2 separate regions of the Mus musculus genome follow, and region 2 is linked to region 1. A link is a contact called in public Micro-C data. All regions are on one chromosome and are shown on one strand. Each heading gives the region's core, a stretch centred on a gene start, on an enhancer-like site or on the middle of the called end of the contact. The rest is flanking DNA. Distances are from core to core; before and after follow the strand shown. Region 1 overlaps Gtf2ird1 (general transcription factor II I repeat domain-containing 1). Region 2 holds the start of Eif4h (eukaryotic translation initiation factor 4H).

The links. Hi-C and Micro-C count contacts between places; a contact is called where the count stands out from the background.
Region 2: a Micro-C map of embryonic stem cells shows a contact between it and region 1, with 4 times the contacts expected there. The contact joins the promoter of Eif4h here to the enhancer-like site in region 1. A contact is called at or near these places in 1 of 39 promoter capture datasets (the HPC-7 cell line), 1 of 484 Hi-C or Micro-C datasets (embryonic stem cells) and 4 of 115 datasets of contacts at active chromatin or transcription factors (bone marrow-derived macrophages, embryonic stem cells and memory CD8 T cells).

Annotation. Positions count from the first base shown.
Region 1 is chr5:134,436,659-134,444,398 of GRCm38.p6, reverse strand. All of the region lies in intron 1 of Gtf2ird1 (general transcription factor II I repeat domain-containing 1), which reads left to right. Among named protein-coding and RNA genes, the nearest start is that of Gtf2ird1, 16 kb to the left of the region's middle. Within about 2 kb of position 4,023, at least 47 of the 459 cell types and tissues checked have an H3K27ac peak or open chromatin away from gene starts, as enhancers often do. A contact at or near this core is called in embryonic stem cells, where this site is marked.
Region 2 is chr5:134,636,314-134,644,053 of GRCm38.p6, reverse strand. It overlaps Eif4h (eukaryotic translation initiation factor 4H), which reads left to right and starts at 4,645. Exons shown (of 7, transcript NM_033561.2): 1 at 4,645-4,813. The coding sequence starts at 4,755.

The DNA.
Region 1 (7,740 bases), core at 2,774-5,273:
ACCTGCTGAGGAGCCTTGGGCAAGGGACTTCACCTTGGGAGCAGAGTAAAGCATCATGGGAACAAAGAACAATCTTAGGGGGAAAATTTTGTGTGTGTGTGTGTGTGTGTGTGTGTGTGTGTGTATACTCTGGTACACTCATGAAGTTGATTCCGGGGTCAGTTCTTGTACAGCAACATGGCTCCTCTGACTAGGCATCACTTCCAAAGACCTTCTAGGTCTCTATGATCCAGCCGGAATGCAGACACACCCTGAATTACAGTATGATCTGGCTGGAATATGGGCACACCCTTAGTACATACCTTTAATCCCTAACAATGAAGGTAAAGTTAGTTTGTAGAAGGAAGCGGCCATGTTTGAAAGTGATGTCTAATTGAGAGGCAGTCAAAGTTAGGAATCAGCAAAAGATTTGACAGATTGAGTCAGAAATAGGATATGCCCAACTCTCAGCACAAGAAAGAGAGGCTACTTGAGGGGGAGGGGGAGGGAGAGGGAGAGATGGCTGGGGAGGGAGAGGTGTATGTGTATGGTAGTTTTGCAGAGACAGGTTGCAGAGAGAATAAGCTAGATGACACAGGTGAAGACAGAAGGAGCCGAAAAACTAGAGCAGATTACCAGAGTTAGTACGAGGTCAAGCAGAGCAGTTCAGGCAGAAGCCAAGAGAGACCAGATTGAATCAGTCAGCTTGGAAGATTCTATTGTATGGAGGCTAGAGGCTTCCAGGCCTAGGCCGAGGGATAGTTAGGCCAGAGAATAGTGTTCTGGACTCAGTCCAAGCTAAGTATGGCTTGGGTATATACATCTAAGGAAATAAAAGGGACATAAGATTTCCCATGGGACTGAACTTGGGCCATTAGGCTTGGCAGCAAGTGCATTTACCTGCATAACCTCCCCCATCCCTCTCTTTGAGATGGGATCTTATGTTAGCCCCTGATGGCTCATTTAGTAGCAGATAATGACTTAGAACTTTTGTTTCTTAAATCTTTTGTGTGTATGCATTCTTGTGTGTGAATATGCATGCATGCATGCATGCATGCCGTATCATGGCAGCCGTGTGGACATCCCAGGATGACCTGTGGTGTCAGACCCTTATGTTTATCTTCTTTGAAGCAGGGTGTTGTTTTGTTCCTGGCTATGATCTCACGGATGGCTGGCCCGTGAGGTTATGGGAATTTTCCTGACTTCACCTCCTATCTAGCAGTAGAAGTAATGGGACTATGGGTGTGTGCGTCAGTGTCTGCACTTGTGTGCTTTCTGGGGACTTGAACTTGTTCTGGGATAGTGTTTCTCTGTGTAGCCCTGGCTGCCCTGGAACTCCTTTTGTAGACCAGGCTGGCCTTGAACTCACAAAGATGTGCCTGCCTCTACCTCTCAGTCCCTGCCTGTCTCTCAAGTGCTGGGATTAAAGGCATGCTGCTTTCGCCATTACCACCTCCTCCTGGCTATAAAGAATGTTTTTATATTACCTGTCTGTTTCCTGGACCCAATAACTGCTTGCAGGTCTCAGCTTGGAAGACCTTTTTTTGTGGCGAGTGTCCTTGATCTTCTCCGCTTCTCCAAGCTTGTCTCACGAGTTTCTCCTAGGAGTCCTGTCGCCTGAGTCTTGAGGCCCAGCCACAAATGAGAGAGGTGTCCTTTTGTCTGTAATGTTCACAGATGGAGTAGTCAGTTTCCATCAAGGCAGACTGGACAGATCTAGTCCAGTTCACAGTTGCATGCCTAAGCACCTTGCCCTGTACTTAAGAGGGTCCAAGGCATATGTGCAAGTGGACATAGATACCAGATTTGGATCACAAGTACAATTCCTGTCTGGGCTGCAGAGCAAGTTCAAGGCAAGCCGGCACAACTCACTGAACCTGGGTCAAAATAGAAAGTAAGCCCGGTGTGTTGGCATGCACTTTTAATCCTAGCACTCTGGGGGGGCAGAGGCAGGGGCATCTCTGTGAGTTAAACACTAGCCTGGTCTGCTTAGCAAATTTTAGTGCAGCCCGGGCTACATAGTGAGTCCCAGTCTCAAACAAAATAAAGCACAGAATAGAAAGTCAATCCAGACATGGGTGGTGCAGCCCTGTAATCCCAGCATCCAGGATGTGAATCAGGAGGATCAGGAGTTCAAGGTCAGCCTCTGTTGTATAACAAGTTCAAAGCCAGACTGAGCAACTTGAGATCCTGTCTCCTGCCACTGGATCCCCTGTACTTACTGCAGGGGGTTGGTTAACTACTTGATGGCTTTGAGTCTTCTGAGAGGCCGTCAGCTGAACCATGGCAAGCAAGAAAGGGACGCTAGCCATAAAACTGGTCAGAGCATCATCTAAAATTCCCCATGGAGGAAAAGATCTCGGGTATGGTCCACAGGGGAGCGAGCTACTGAGTTTCACTCTTCAAAACCCCTGGTGTCTCCTAGAGGAACTGTTATGCCTCCTAATGCCCACTTGAATCCCTGAAAATACAGTGGTTACAGCTTGATAGGTAGGGGGCTAACACCCAGGACAAGCTTCCTCCCGGAGGGGCCTCAGGAAACTCTGATGATGGGGGTAGATGGGTTATCTTAGATGTTGTCCCATGCTGGGATGAGTTCATGCAGTCTTGGGAACAAAAGCCCTAGCTTTTTTTTCTATGTGCCCTTAAACTCAGTGGAGGGAGGCATCACATGACACAAATCACACACTCAGCTGCCTGGGTTTTATTCTGGTATAGGCGTTGTGTCTCTAGTTGATGGGCTGTATCCATTCTCTCTCTCTCTCTCTCTCTCTCTCTCTCTCTCTCTCAATAATTTATTTCTATTTTATGTGCCGTGGTGTTTTGCCTGTGTGAGGGTATCTCAGATCGCCTGGAGGTAGAGTTACAGATGGTTGTGAGCTGCTATGTGGGTGCTGGGAATTGAACCTAGGTTTTCTGGAAGAGCAGTCAGGGCTCTTAACTGCTGAACCACCTCTCCAGCCTCCTGTGCCCATCCACTTATGATTTACAAGGAACTCTGAAGACTTCTAAGCATGGGTGTGAGGAGGGAAGGTGGGCAGGGCAGGGCAGGGGTGAGACTTAGCTGTAGAGCATTTGCCTAGAATCCCCCAGTGAGGGGCTGGGGGCGTGGCTCAGCTGTGAGATACTTGGCTAGCCTTGAGTTGAATCCGAGGAATTCAGGAGGGCAGGGAGCCTAAAGGATCGGAACATGCTGATACACACTTGCAATTCTAGCTCTCCAGAGACTGAGGTAGGAGGCTGACAGGTTCCAGTGATATATAGCAGTGCCTGTCAGACCTCAGTCACATGGCCTAAAAGCCCAGGTTCCTGGTGAGCATCTCTTTGGAACCCGGTGGATCCTTTCTGACTTAGTCAATGCCCCTCCATAATTGCTTTTTTCCAAACTTAACCATTTCACCCCTGCTGGCTCAGTTCCTAGTTGTTCATCCCCAGACTGCCGTCCGGTCACCGTAATCAGTATCCAGTCACCGAAAAACCAGGAGCAGAGCCAGCCGGGGTGGGACTGTCTTCAAAAGTAAAATAAAAACGTAAGCTCTTCTTTTGCTGCCCTAGAAATTGTAGCCTGCTCATGAAGCGTGGGTTTCTGTCCAATTAATCGGAGTCACATAGCATTATGTAGGCTGGCGTAGGACTGAGACGGGGCAAGTGGGACCTGGGATGAAATCCATGAAGAGCAGCTTCTTGGATGTTGTGGCGCGTATAGGGGTTAGAGTGAGAGCAGACAAAGCAGGAGCTGGGGAGTGGAGCGGTCAGGTAGAGCCAGGGGCAGCGGTCAGCAGGACTGCGTGGCCGAAGGATTGTAGAGAATGTTGTGACATTGGTTCAGATAGTAGAAGAGATCAGACTAAGGCAGAAAAGGTTGTAGGCTGTCCTTCTGGGGCTGAAGCCAAGAGAACCCTCAGATAACTAACTCCTAGTTTAAGTTCCGTTTGCAGATAGGGAAACTGAGGTTGTGGAAGCCAAGTATCCTGATCCACACCGCACAGCCTTTCCTGGGGGCTCCGCTCTCATCCCATTGGTTCAGAGGGTAGAAGGACAGGCAGCAGTGGGCGGGGCAGCCAGCTCGGAAGGGTGAGTCGTCCTCCGCCCCCCCAGCCAGCGCCCAGGGTTAGATCATCCCAGAGCCTTTGGCAGTTTTCCATGCAGCCTTCATTTCCCGACATGAAAGGACCTGATGCCCCTCCACCTCCTAGATCTTCTCAGAAGGCGTGTTTACGTCTGGCAGGGGGTCTCCAGAGACACCAGCTAGGGCCTCCCACCACAGCCTCGCCCTGGGGCTGGCTCTGCTTCAACTCTGGCTTTTCTGCACTCCATCCTGACATCCATCCTGTACCAGAATAAATATATTGGGATACCAGTGTGGAGAAGCATGAATCTACCGCTGGGAGTCAGAGTCTCCTGGGCTTCCAGCTAAAAGATAAGCTTTCATCTACCGCTCTGTTCCTTCTACCTGTGTGTGGAGGCCACATGGACAGTATGCAAGAGTTGACATCAGAGCAATAGGGGTGGGGGAGAACTTGGTTATCACAGTTGCTCAGTAATTAAGGTTGCCTAGCCTGGTGTCAGACGCTGACCGCTGTCTGTGTGGCCTCACATGTAGCCCTCACCATGTCCAGATCTGTTGATACTCTGCCATGAAGCAGCTGAGGTAAGGAGAGGAACTTGTGAGGAGAGGCTTGTGGCTCTGAGCCACGCCCCCAGCCCATCACTGGAGGATTCTAGGCAGGGGCTCTACCACTGAGCCACGCCCCCAGCCCCTCTCTGGGGGATTCTAGGCAGGTGCTCTACAACTGAGCCACATCCCAGTCCCTCACTGGGTGATTCCAGGCAATGTTAGTATCTACAGGAAGACTTTTTATGTCAATGCTGGCACCTTCTACTCCATCTGCCATCAGTCACTCAGATACAACCTGTTGCGAGCCGACCTGCCGCTCACAAGAAACGGGGTACACCTGGGAGGCAGACTGGAGCTGAAAGAGAGAGAACTAGACGGTCGAGAGAAAAATGGAGCTAAGTCAAGGTTCCTGATCAAAGCTCAAATGTTTAATAGAAAACTGTGCTTAAAAAGGGGGGGGGGGGGAGGCTCATCCCCTGCTAATCCATTCTTGGAGCCTGGAACCAGCTGCAGGATAGGGTGTAGTCTCTGGAATAGCTCCGCAGCCTCTCAGCAGGTAGTAGTGTCTTGAAGGAGAACAGTGGCAGTGGCTGAACAATAGTCATCTGGGCAGGAAGGCTCCACCCTAGGTAATCTCCTTAGTGGCAGCAAGGTCAAAGTCTGGATCAGCCTGTTTCAGGCTGGGGGGTTACAACAACCATTTAAGTTGAAGACAGATCGCCTATATTCTGATGACCCCATAAGAATTCTCTGGCCTCAAACTGGGGGTGTAGTTCCATTGATAGAGTACTTACCTTAGTGGCAGGGGACCCTGGGTTCCATTCACAGCACCACATAAACCAGGTGTAGTGTCATATACCTGTGACCCCAGCCCTGGTAAGGGGGAGGCAGGAGGATCAGGAGTTCAGGGCCATCCTCCACTGCATTGCAAGTTGGGAGGCTAACCCGGGCTAGTTGAAACCCTGTCTCAAGCAAGCAGTCAATCAAAGCTGTTTGACTTAGCACTGCTGCGCCTGTCTGGTTTGTTGATGTGTACACTGGGGGTGCACACAACACAGGAATTGGCCAACAGCGCTTTTCTCTCAGTGTTTTGTGGTTGTCCCTTGATGTGTGAGTACCTGTTGTATAGCAGACACTGTTGTTGGTGCCATCTATCCGCAGTGGTCAGAATGAGAAGGGAGGTCGGTTGGGACCACCATCTCTACCACATCAAGCTTTTGGGTCAGACCACCACACTGCTTTCCCATCAGATGGAATGTAGGAGAAACTGGCCATGAGGTGCTTTGAGGTGGTCACCTGAATTTCTAACCAGTGTCTGGGCCCGTGAAAAGGGAGTGGAGTCCAGGCGCCCCACTGGACGTGGGTCTTCAACTCGGCGTGTAGGAGGCTTCAGGAAGCAAGGTCCTCTTAACCCTGGGTGGTGCGTGTCTCATTAAACCATGCTTTTCTTCCTAAAGAAGGAAGCTCCGTGGAGCCCACCATGACTCTCACAGCCTCTACCGTCCACTCTGTTGACCTCTCAAGTCCCTGTCCCCCTAGGGTTTTGGTGTCCTCACATCTTTCCTGACCTTTGACCTGCCATTCCGAGGCTCTCAGTGGCCAGTCTTTTACCTGCCTAACTCCACCTTCTTGTTCTTTCTATACCTCGGCCGCTTTCTCATCCATCCCTTGTTCTCCGCGATACCCCCCATAGCTCTCCAGCCCAGGGCCCTGCCCGGAGGCCCCTTAGCCTTGGGCATCCAATCAGAGGCTCAGCTTCTCCCCTTCTGCCTTCTTTCTTTCCCAGGGTATTGGTATCCCTGTGAATGTTTGAGTTGGGTGTCTCAGGACCCCGTGTACCCCTAAACCACCGTCCTGACGTCTTCCTGTCTGCTTTAGGCTTGGCATCATCCTCGCTTCTCTTCTCAGGCAGCTTTACATGAGCCATGACCCCTCAGTCCTGTTGGACATTGCACCTGCTCTAAGCCCTTCTCTGTGTGTTTCCTGTTGTGTTGGCGTGAAGGTCCTTGGTCCCAGGGCCTTAAGGCCACTCTCGGTTGTCCCGCTACTTCCTGCTCCTCACCTCATCACTGCACACCCTGATCTCCACCTCACCCACTTGCCCAGCCTCCAGCCGAGGTTGCTGCCCTGCTCAACCCTGACCGCGACACGTGGGCGGCCCAGGCTGGCGGCTGGGTTTCCTGGGCAGCCAGTCATTTGGCAAGCCTTCAAAGTCTGCTCGGCTCTGTGGCCTGGGAGGTGGGTACTTTGGGCTGGGGCGGGGCAGGCGTCCCCCTTGATGACCGCGTTGCTGAGGTCATCTCTGGCATCATCTCCTTTGGGGAGCCACTCCTCCCCACCCCCCATCGCCGCCCATCATTTTGTGCTTCTTGCTTGCCACTAATTTTGCCTTTTGAGGGTTTTTGTTTGTTGAGGTCAGGTCTTCTACAGCCCAGGCTGGCTTCAACCAGGCCCAGTTTATGACTGAGCCCAGGGCTTTGTGCTTGCTGGGGACATATTCTGCCAGCCCAGCTACATTCCTACTCTGTTGCGAGCTGGCCTGCGGCTCACATGGACCGGGTACACCTGGGTGGCAGGCGGGGACTGAAAGAAACTAGGCGGTCGAGAGAAATAAAGGAGGCCAAGTCAAGGTTCCTGATCTAGGCTCAAATGTTTAATAGCAATCTGTGTCTATAAAGTGGGGGGGGGGGGGCCCATTCCCGCCCATCCATTCTTGGTGTCTGGAACCAGCTGCAGGTGATGACGTGCAGGACAGGGTGTGGTCTCCGGAATATCTCAGGGGCCTCTCAGCAGGTAGCAACTTCTTGAAGGAGAGCAGCATAGAGCCATCTAGGCAGGAAGGCTCCACCCCAGGTGATCTAATTCTCAGTGGCAACCGAGTCTGAACCAGCCTGCTTCAGACTGGGGGAGGCTACACTATTCTACTACACTTCTATCCTGGACAGAGTGCAGTCGTAGTCAAAGGAACAAAGATGGCTGGTGCTTGTAACCCCAGCACTGGGGAGACTGAGGCAGGAGAATCAGGAGTTCAAAGTCATCCTCAGCTACATAGCAAGTTGGCAGCCAGCCTCGGGTCCCCGTCGTCAGCGCTACATGTATTGATGTGGTGATAGATGTCTGTCCTCCAGGATTTAGGGGGATGA
Region 2 (7,740 bases), core at 3,396-5,895, 200 kb before region 1:
CTGGCAAGGACCCCCCCCCCCCTCCCCGCTTGCAAAACCTCTAAGTTTCAGGAGCTTCCTGAGAATCTTTTTGGACTTCCTCCCCTCCCTTCATCGCTCAGTTCACAGTAGCTACACAATGACTAATAACAGGAGCTGGGCTTCATCTGTGAGTTACTATGTACCCTAAAGTAGTTTGTTACACTGTTTTCTTTGACAGAGGGTCTCACACAGTCCAGGCTAGCCTCCATCTTACCTTACTCACCTCCTGGGTGCTAGGGCACAGGCTTACCCCAAGGCTCCCAGCATACTAGATTAGCACTCTACCAAACCACACCCAGCCCTGTACAGCACTTTGGTTTTTGAAACAGGCTTGATTCTTACAGCATCTCCACAAACAGGAGGCATGAGTTTGGTTACCATGGGGACAGCATCCTCAGGTGATAGGAGTTTCTCAGGCTTCATCCTAAGCCTATAGGACCATCAGGAGTCAACTCCATAGTTCAGTGTGGGCAGACCCATCACTGTGCAGTGAATGGCTAAAGGAGCTAGCTTCACCAGACAACTGACAAGCAAACTGTACCTGTGGCCCAAGACATGACTCACTGGGTAAAGGTGTTTTCCACCAAACCTGACGGATGACCTGGGCTTCATCCCTGGAATCCATGTAAAAAGGCAGGTGGCACATAGCAGGAATCTGTAATCCCAGCATCCCTGTGGTTAGAGGAGAAGGCCAGCTAGCTTGGGGCAGCTTCGAAACAGCAGAGAGAGAGAGAGAGAGAGAGAGAGAGAGAGAGAGAGAGATCCTGCCGCAGTAGTATGAAAGGATTGACTCCTGAAAGAAGCTGCCCTCTGACCTCAATATATACATGGCCTGTGTACTCTCACTCTCTCTCTCTCTCTCTCTCTCTCTCTCACACACACACACACACACACACACACACGTACCAGTAAATTTTTTTTTTTTTTTTTGGTTTTTCAAGACAGGGTTTCTCTGTGTAGTCCTGGCTGTCCTGGAACTCACTTTGGTAGACCAGGCTGGCTTCGAACTCAGAAATTCACCTGCCTCTGCCTCCCGAGTGCTGGGATTAAAGGCATGCACCACCATGCCCGGCTTAGTAAATTTTTAAAAATAATAAATATTATTATATATGTATAAATAAATAATAAAAATTACAGTGGTAGCGTATGCTGTTAATCCCAGCATTTAGAAGGCAGAGGCAGGCAGATCTCTGAGTTCGAGGCCGACCTGGTCTACAGGGTGAGTTCCAGATCAGCCAGGGCTACACAGAACCCTGTGTCAAAACAAAAGAAAATAAACAACAAGAAAATCAAGGACCAGTAAGATGGCTTCAGTAAGTAAAGGCATTTGTCACCAGGCCTGACCTAAGTTCAGTCCCCAGGGCCCACACCGTAAGAAGTTCTGAAAACTGTCCTCTAACCATATGTGCACTTTGGCATGAGCACCACTCCCCTCACACACAATAAATGGATAAATGTAATACATACAATAATAGATAAATAGCCAAATGTGGTGGTTCATGCGTGTGGTTCCAGCACTCAGGAGATGGAAGGAGGAGGATCAGAATTTCAAGGTCAGCCCAGCAAGGGTGGTGCTACACGCCTTTAACCCCAGCACTCTGCAGGCAGAGGCAAATGGGTCTCTGAGTTCGAGGCTAGCCTGGTCTACAGAGTGAGTTCCAGATCAGCCAAGGCTACACAGAGAAAGCTTGTCTTGAAAAATAAAACAAGAGTCTGGAGAGATGGCTCAGTGGTTAAGAGCACTGACTGCCCTTTCAAAGGTCCTGAGTTCAAATTCCAGCAACCACATGGTGACTCATAACCACCAGTAATGAGATCTGACGCCCTCTTCTGGTGTGTCTGAAGTCAGCAACAGTGTACTTATTTATAATAATAAATAAATCTTTAGGCTGGAGCTAGCAGGGACTGAGTGAGCGAGGTTGACTGGAACGAGCAAGTGGGGCCGACGGGAGCGAGCAGAGGTCCTAAAAATTCAATTCTCAATAACTACATGAAGGCTCGCAACCATCTGTACAGCTACAGTGTACTCGTATAAATAAATAAATATTTTTTAAAAAGAAAAAGAAAACAAACAAACAAAAACTCAAAAAAAAATCAAAGTCTTCAGCTACATAGAAAGTTCTAGACCAGCCTAGGCTTTAGCCCTAGGTAAAAAAACCAAGCAAGTAATAACAAAACAGCAGAAAAGGTAATAATCATAGGCTAAAGATGTACCTCAGAGATAGAATGTTCCCCAAAGGCTAAGGTTCTTGGTTCAACATCCAATATTGATGGAGAGAGAAAAAATACTCCCATGGCAGGCAGGACGGCTCAGTGTACAAAGGGAAATGAGTCAGATCCTAAGGCTCCAAATGAAAAAAAGAGAAAAATCCACTCCTGCAGAGAAACACCTGCACTACCCTCCCTGCCCCATGTTCTAAGCAATTATAAGCAGAAAATTAAGTACACATGGCATTTATAATTATTACGTTATTTACCTCGGTTTGTTAAGACAGAGCCCTCCTCTGTAGCCCAGGCTGCCTAAAACTCAGTCTGTGGTCCAGGCTGGCCTCAAACCTAAACCAATTGCCCTTGGAGCCTCCTAATTGATAACCATAGGCCACCCTTCCCCAGGCCTCTGATTTCTACAGGGTTCTTTTAAATTGTAAATACTATACCTGGGCACATCCAAGAATGTTGTGGTCTCCATCAGAAGCCCCAGAAAGCTCTGGGGTCGTTCATTCTCACCAGGTGGCCATTCCTCGGTACTTCATGCAGTGCAGACCAGGCTTCTGGCTGGGCTTCTGGTGGTTATTATTGTTTGTTTTGGTTTTTGGTTTATTTTTCGAGACAGGATTTCTCTGTGTAGTCCTGGCTGTCCTGGAACTCACTCTGTAGACCAGGCTGGCCTCAAACTCAGAAATCCGCCGGCCTCTGCCTCCCAAGTGCTGGGATTAAAGGCATCCGCCACCATGCCTGGCCCAGCTGGTTATTTTATTTTGTATGTATGGGTATCTTCCCTGCATGTATGTCTGTGTACCTCACGTGTACCTGATACTCTCTGATCTTCTTGGAGGCTAAAAGAGGTTGTCAGATGCCCCTGAAGCTGAGTTACAATTTTGAGTTGCTATGTGGTTGCTAGAGATAGAAATGAAGCCCCTGGAACATTAGACAATGAGTGTCCTTAGCCTCTCCTGCCCCTGGGGTTTGTTCTGTAGTTTTGTTTTGTTTTTTTTAAAACATTGTGTCTTTGTGTGTCAGGGGTACAAAAAAGTGCTGTAAAATTCAGAGGTTCTCCTTCTTCTTGGTTTTTCAAGGCAGGGTTTTTCTGTGTATCCCTGGCTGTCCTCGAACTCACTCTGTAGAGCAGGATGGCCTCAAATTCATAGATCCGCCTGCTTCTGCCTCCAGAATGAGGGGAGTAAAGGCCTTTGCTACCACTTCCTAATTTAGGAGTCACTTCTTAGGAGCTGTCCATCTTGGTTGAATTTTTTTTTTTTTTTTTTTTTTTTTTTTTTTGAGACAGGGTCTATGTACCTGGTCCTCCCGCTAGATGTGTGTGTGTGTGTGTGTGTGTGTGTGTGTGTGAGAGAGAGAGAGAGAGAGAGAGAGAGAGAGAGAGAGAGAAAGAGAGAGAGAGACTCATCTTCTACCATGTGGGTCCTGGGGATCAAACTCAGGTCAAGCTTGGTAACAAACATCCTCACTCACTGAGCCCACCTGCCCACCCTTAAAATTTCTTTTTCAGAGCAGACTCCTGCAAAAATAAAACATATCTAATCTCTTATCAGTTCAACTACAAACAGCCTCATCTTCACCACCCCTCCCCAATACCCAGACAGAGAATACAATTTGTTTTGTCTTTATAAGATTTATTTTGTTTTTTATTTATTTTATTTTATTTTGGAGACCAGTCTCAGTCTTCCTAGAGTAGGGATTACAGATATTTACCACCACGTCGTTTGTAGCAGGTCTCAAAAACAAAGATATTTCACTTCGTCTTGTTCACACACACACACACACACACACCATTCTCACTTACAAGCCTTCTGCCCTTGGTCATCTAGGGACCTCTACCTAGAACAGGTTGTCTTCCTTTTAGCTTTACCCAGGGACCATTTGTCCTGAAGAATTGTGCCCAAGTGGGACCAAGTGGGGCAGACCTAGGGCACTTTAATAAATCTAACGTGATACCAGAGATCCCAACATAGTGGCACACTGTCACCCCAGCCCTTGAGAAAGGGAGAGAGCAAAAAACAAAAAAACAAACCCAAAAAAACAAAAAACAAAACTAGGGGTTCAAGGTCATCCTCAGCTACAGCGCCCCAGCTCCAGGCCAGCCTGGGCTCCACAAAACCCAAACTGAATCTAGTGACAATGAGAAAGCAGCGTGCAGGGTGACAGACAACGCCCGAGGGGTAGGTGACCACGGGGCAGGGCGGGGCAAGGACAGTAAGAGGCAACCACGCGTGAAAGCAGCAAGCTAGCACACAATGGGCCTGGGAGGGCAGAGCGTGCGCGCGGCGCCCCGGGGGCCGGCCGCCGCACCACGTGGGCCGCAGAGCGCGCCGGGGCCAGCAGCGGGCCCCGTCGGCCCAAGGCCGGGCGCGGCGGCGCGCGCATGCGTGCGTGCGACTTGCGATCAGGCAGCGCGGCGGACAGCCCCGGTAGCGGGGCGGGCGGGGGGAGGAGGAGTTATATTGCGGGGTCCTTCCTCGCTGGCCCGCTGGTTCCTCAAGGAGCGGAGACGGCAAATGGCGGACTTCGATACCTACGACGATCGGGCCTACAGCAGCTTCGGCGGCGGTAGAGGGTGAGGCGAGCGGGGCGCGGTCAGGCGGGCCAGCGGCTCGGCCGGGGGGAGTGCCGAAAGGTTCGAAGGGGGAGGCGGCCTTGCCGCGCTCACTCGAGACGGGCGGCGGGAAGCGGCCTGAGCAGGCCCGAGGCGAGGCCTGGAAATGGCGCGCTCCGGGAGCGGCTGGCGACGGTTAGGCTGCGGGTCTCTCGCTTGCTCGCGGCGCACATCCTGCCCTCGGCTCCGCGCCGGCCCCGGACCCGGCACCCTGCGGGGCCTCGGTCGGAAAGTTAGATCACAGCGACACCGGAGGGTTTCCCGGGGATACCAGTGCCCGCCCGCCGCGTCCAGCTTTCTCCCCAGCGCGCTCCGGGCTGGGATGCAGCGCGGAAGCGGGCGGCGGCGGCGGAAGCGGCCTGCCCCTCTCCAGGGTCCCCGCTGCCTGGCGGAGCCCCTGGGTCGCTTCTGCGAGAGGCCCGCCGGCAGCGAGAGGGGCGATTTCCCTTCCGATTCGAGTCTGGATGCTGGGACCGTCGGATCCAGCGAGGGAGACAGGGAGCGGGGACCTGAACCAAAACAAATCCACCGTAGTGGGGAGTGTGCGTGGCTCTTTCTCTCTGCCTCCCTGGCGTTTCGAATGCCTTATTGACAGATACTACGTGTCTGCTGGCGGAGATTGTTGATTTCTTCCCAGTTTCTTCCCTGACCTGGGGAATCGCTTTCGCTTCGTTCTGATTCCGGTCAGATAAAGACAACATACTTTAAAACCAGTCCTCCTCCCACCTCCCTAAATCCTTTACTGATGAATAGATAGCTCCTGGTGCATAATTCCAAAAAACGGGCGCCCGGATAGTTTGTGCCCTTTTAAATAACACGTTACCAGCTGGGGTTGTGGCTCAGTCACAGAGCGATTGTCTAGCATATCTTGGATTCAGTCTCCTGCCAAACAATAGAAATAAACAAGCATCAGCCACTTGCTTTTTTTTCTTTTTTTTTTTTAAGCTTATAGGAGTTTTATGGGACAATTTAATCGTCTTGTTTATTTGTCAAGGACACACTTGGCTTTTATCCTTTTTTACAGCAAAGGTGACTTGCCCGGAGAATATCACAATAGTTGTACTGAGGTGTTGGGTTTCCTAGGTGGCTGCCCCCAAAGTGTCTTTTGTTAGGTGAAGAATGATCACCTTTAAATACCTGGGTTTGAGAGTGAGTCACAGTCTTGTTTGGTTGCAGTAGTGTACTGGGTACTCTTCATGCTTTCAGAAGGAGGAAGTTGGGGCTAAGGTGGAGCCACACGTATTTTATTTGCTAATAAAAATAAAAATAGGTGTTGGATGAAATGTTAGCATGAATACCCTTGGGGATGGCTTTCTAGGTATGGGATTTGTACTAACGTCCCATTGGGTTGTTTTTTTTGTTTTAAAGATAGAGTCTTGGTGTGTATGTAATTCTGGCCAACTTGGAACACGCCATGCAGACCAGGTGAATTCAGCCCACCTCTGCCTTCCCAGTGGTGGGATTAGAGGCCTGAGCCGGCATGCTCAGTTTGGGTTGGGTTGTTTTTCTCTACTTGAAAGAAGTAAATGTGCTCAGGGGCTCTTTTTTTCCTACTCGAATCCTCATACTGTAGAGAGGTTGAGGCAGGAGAAACCCAAGTTTCAGACAGCCTGGACTACATAGTGAGGTCTTATCTCAAAGGGGAAGAAAACGCCTTTGAACAAACTTCCCAACCTTTGATGATGATGGAAAGGTCATTAGACTTAGCACATGCCACAAATGAGACCCTTGAATAACTTTAAAACATTAGAAAAAAATTCAAATCTCTCAAGATGCAACTTATTTGAAATACTTATAGGCAGATGAAAATGTTAGCCATTTACCTAGATGATCTCTCAAAGCTAATTTGAGATTCTTAACTTTTGGTTTTTCGATACAGGGTTTCTCTATGTAGCCCTCCCTGACTGTCCTGGGACTCACTGTGTAGACCAAGCTGGCCTTGAACTCAGAAATCCTCCTGCCTCTGCCTCCCAAGTGCTGGGATTAAAGGCGTGCTCGTGCGCCACCAAGCCTGGCGATTCTTAACACTCCTTTAAGCATCCCTTAAAGATGTTCTGAAAAGGGCTGGTGAGATGGCTCAGTGGGTAAGAGCACCCGACTGTTCTTCCAAAGGTCCAGAGTTCAAATCCCAGCAACCACATGGTGGCTCACAGCCATCTGTAACAAGATCTGACTCCCTCTTCTGGAGTGTCTGAAGACAGCTACAGTGTACTTACATATAATAAATAAATAAATCTTTAAAAAAAAAAAAAAAAAGATGTTCTGAAAGTCCCTTTACTTATTAACACCTCTTTGAATTGAAATTTTCAAGTTGTTTTCTTTTTTTGGGATACAGTCTCACTATGTAGGTAGTCCTGGCTGTCCTTGGAAAACAGATCTCCTGCCTCTACCTTCAAGCACTGGATTTAAAGGCCTGCATCACGGGTACCAGGCATTTTGACTGGCTTGTTCACATGGAAGTACATTTTTCAATTTCTTTACTCATTTTTTTGGTATGAGTGTTTTGTCTGCGCATGTCTCCTTTCCTGGTGTCTAAAGAGATGTCTGGGATGAGTTATGAGCCACCCTGTAGGTGCTTTGGTAGAATAGCTGATGCTCTTGGTAAGAGCTGAGCCATCTCCCAGGCCCTTGGGGGTAGGCATTTTGAGACAGTTCTATAGAATCCTGCCTTGTCTTGGAACTGTGTAGACCAGGCTGGGAACTCAGAGATCCTCCTGCCCTGCCTCCTGAGTACCCCCTTTGCACCCCCCCCCCTTTTCTGTTCTATTTTAGGTAGGATCTCTTTTTGGTTTTTTCAAGACAGGGTTTCTCTGTGTAGCCCTGGCTGTCCTAGAACTCACTCTGTAGACCAGGCTGGCCTCGAACTCAGAAATCCACCTGCCTCTGCC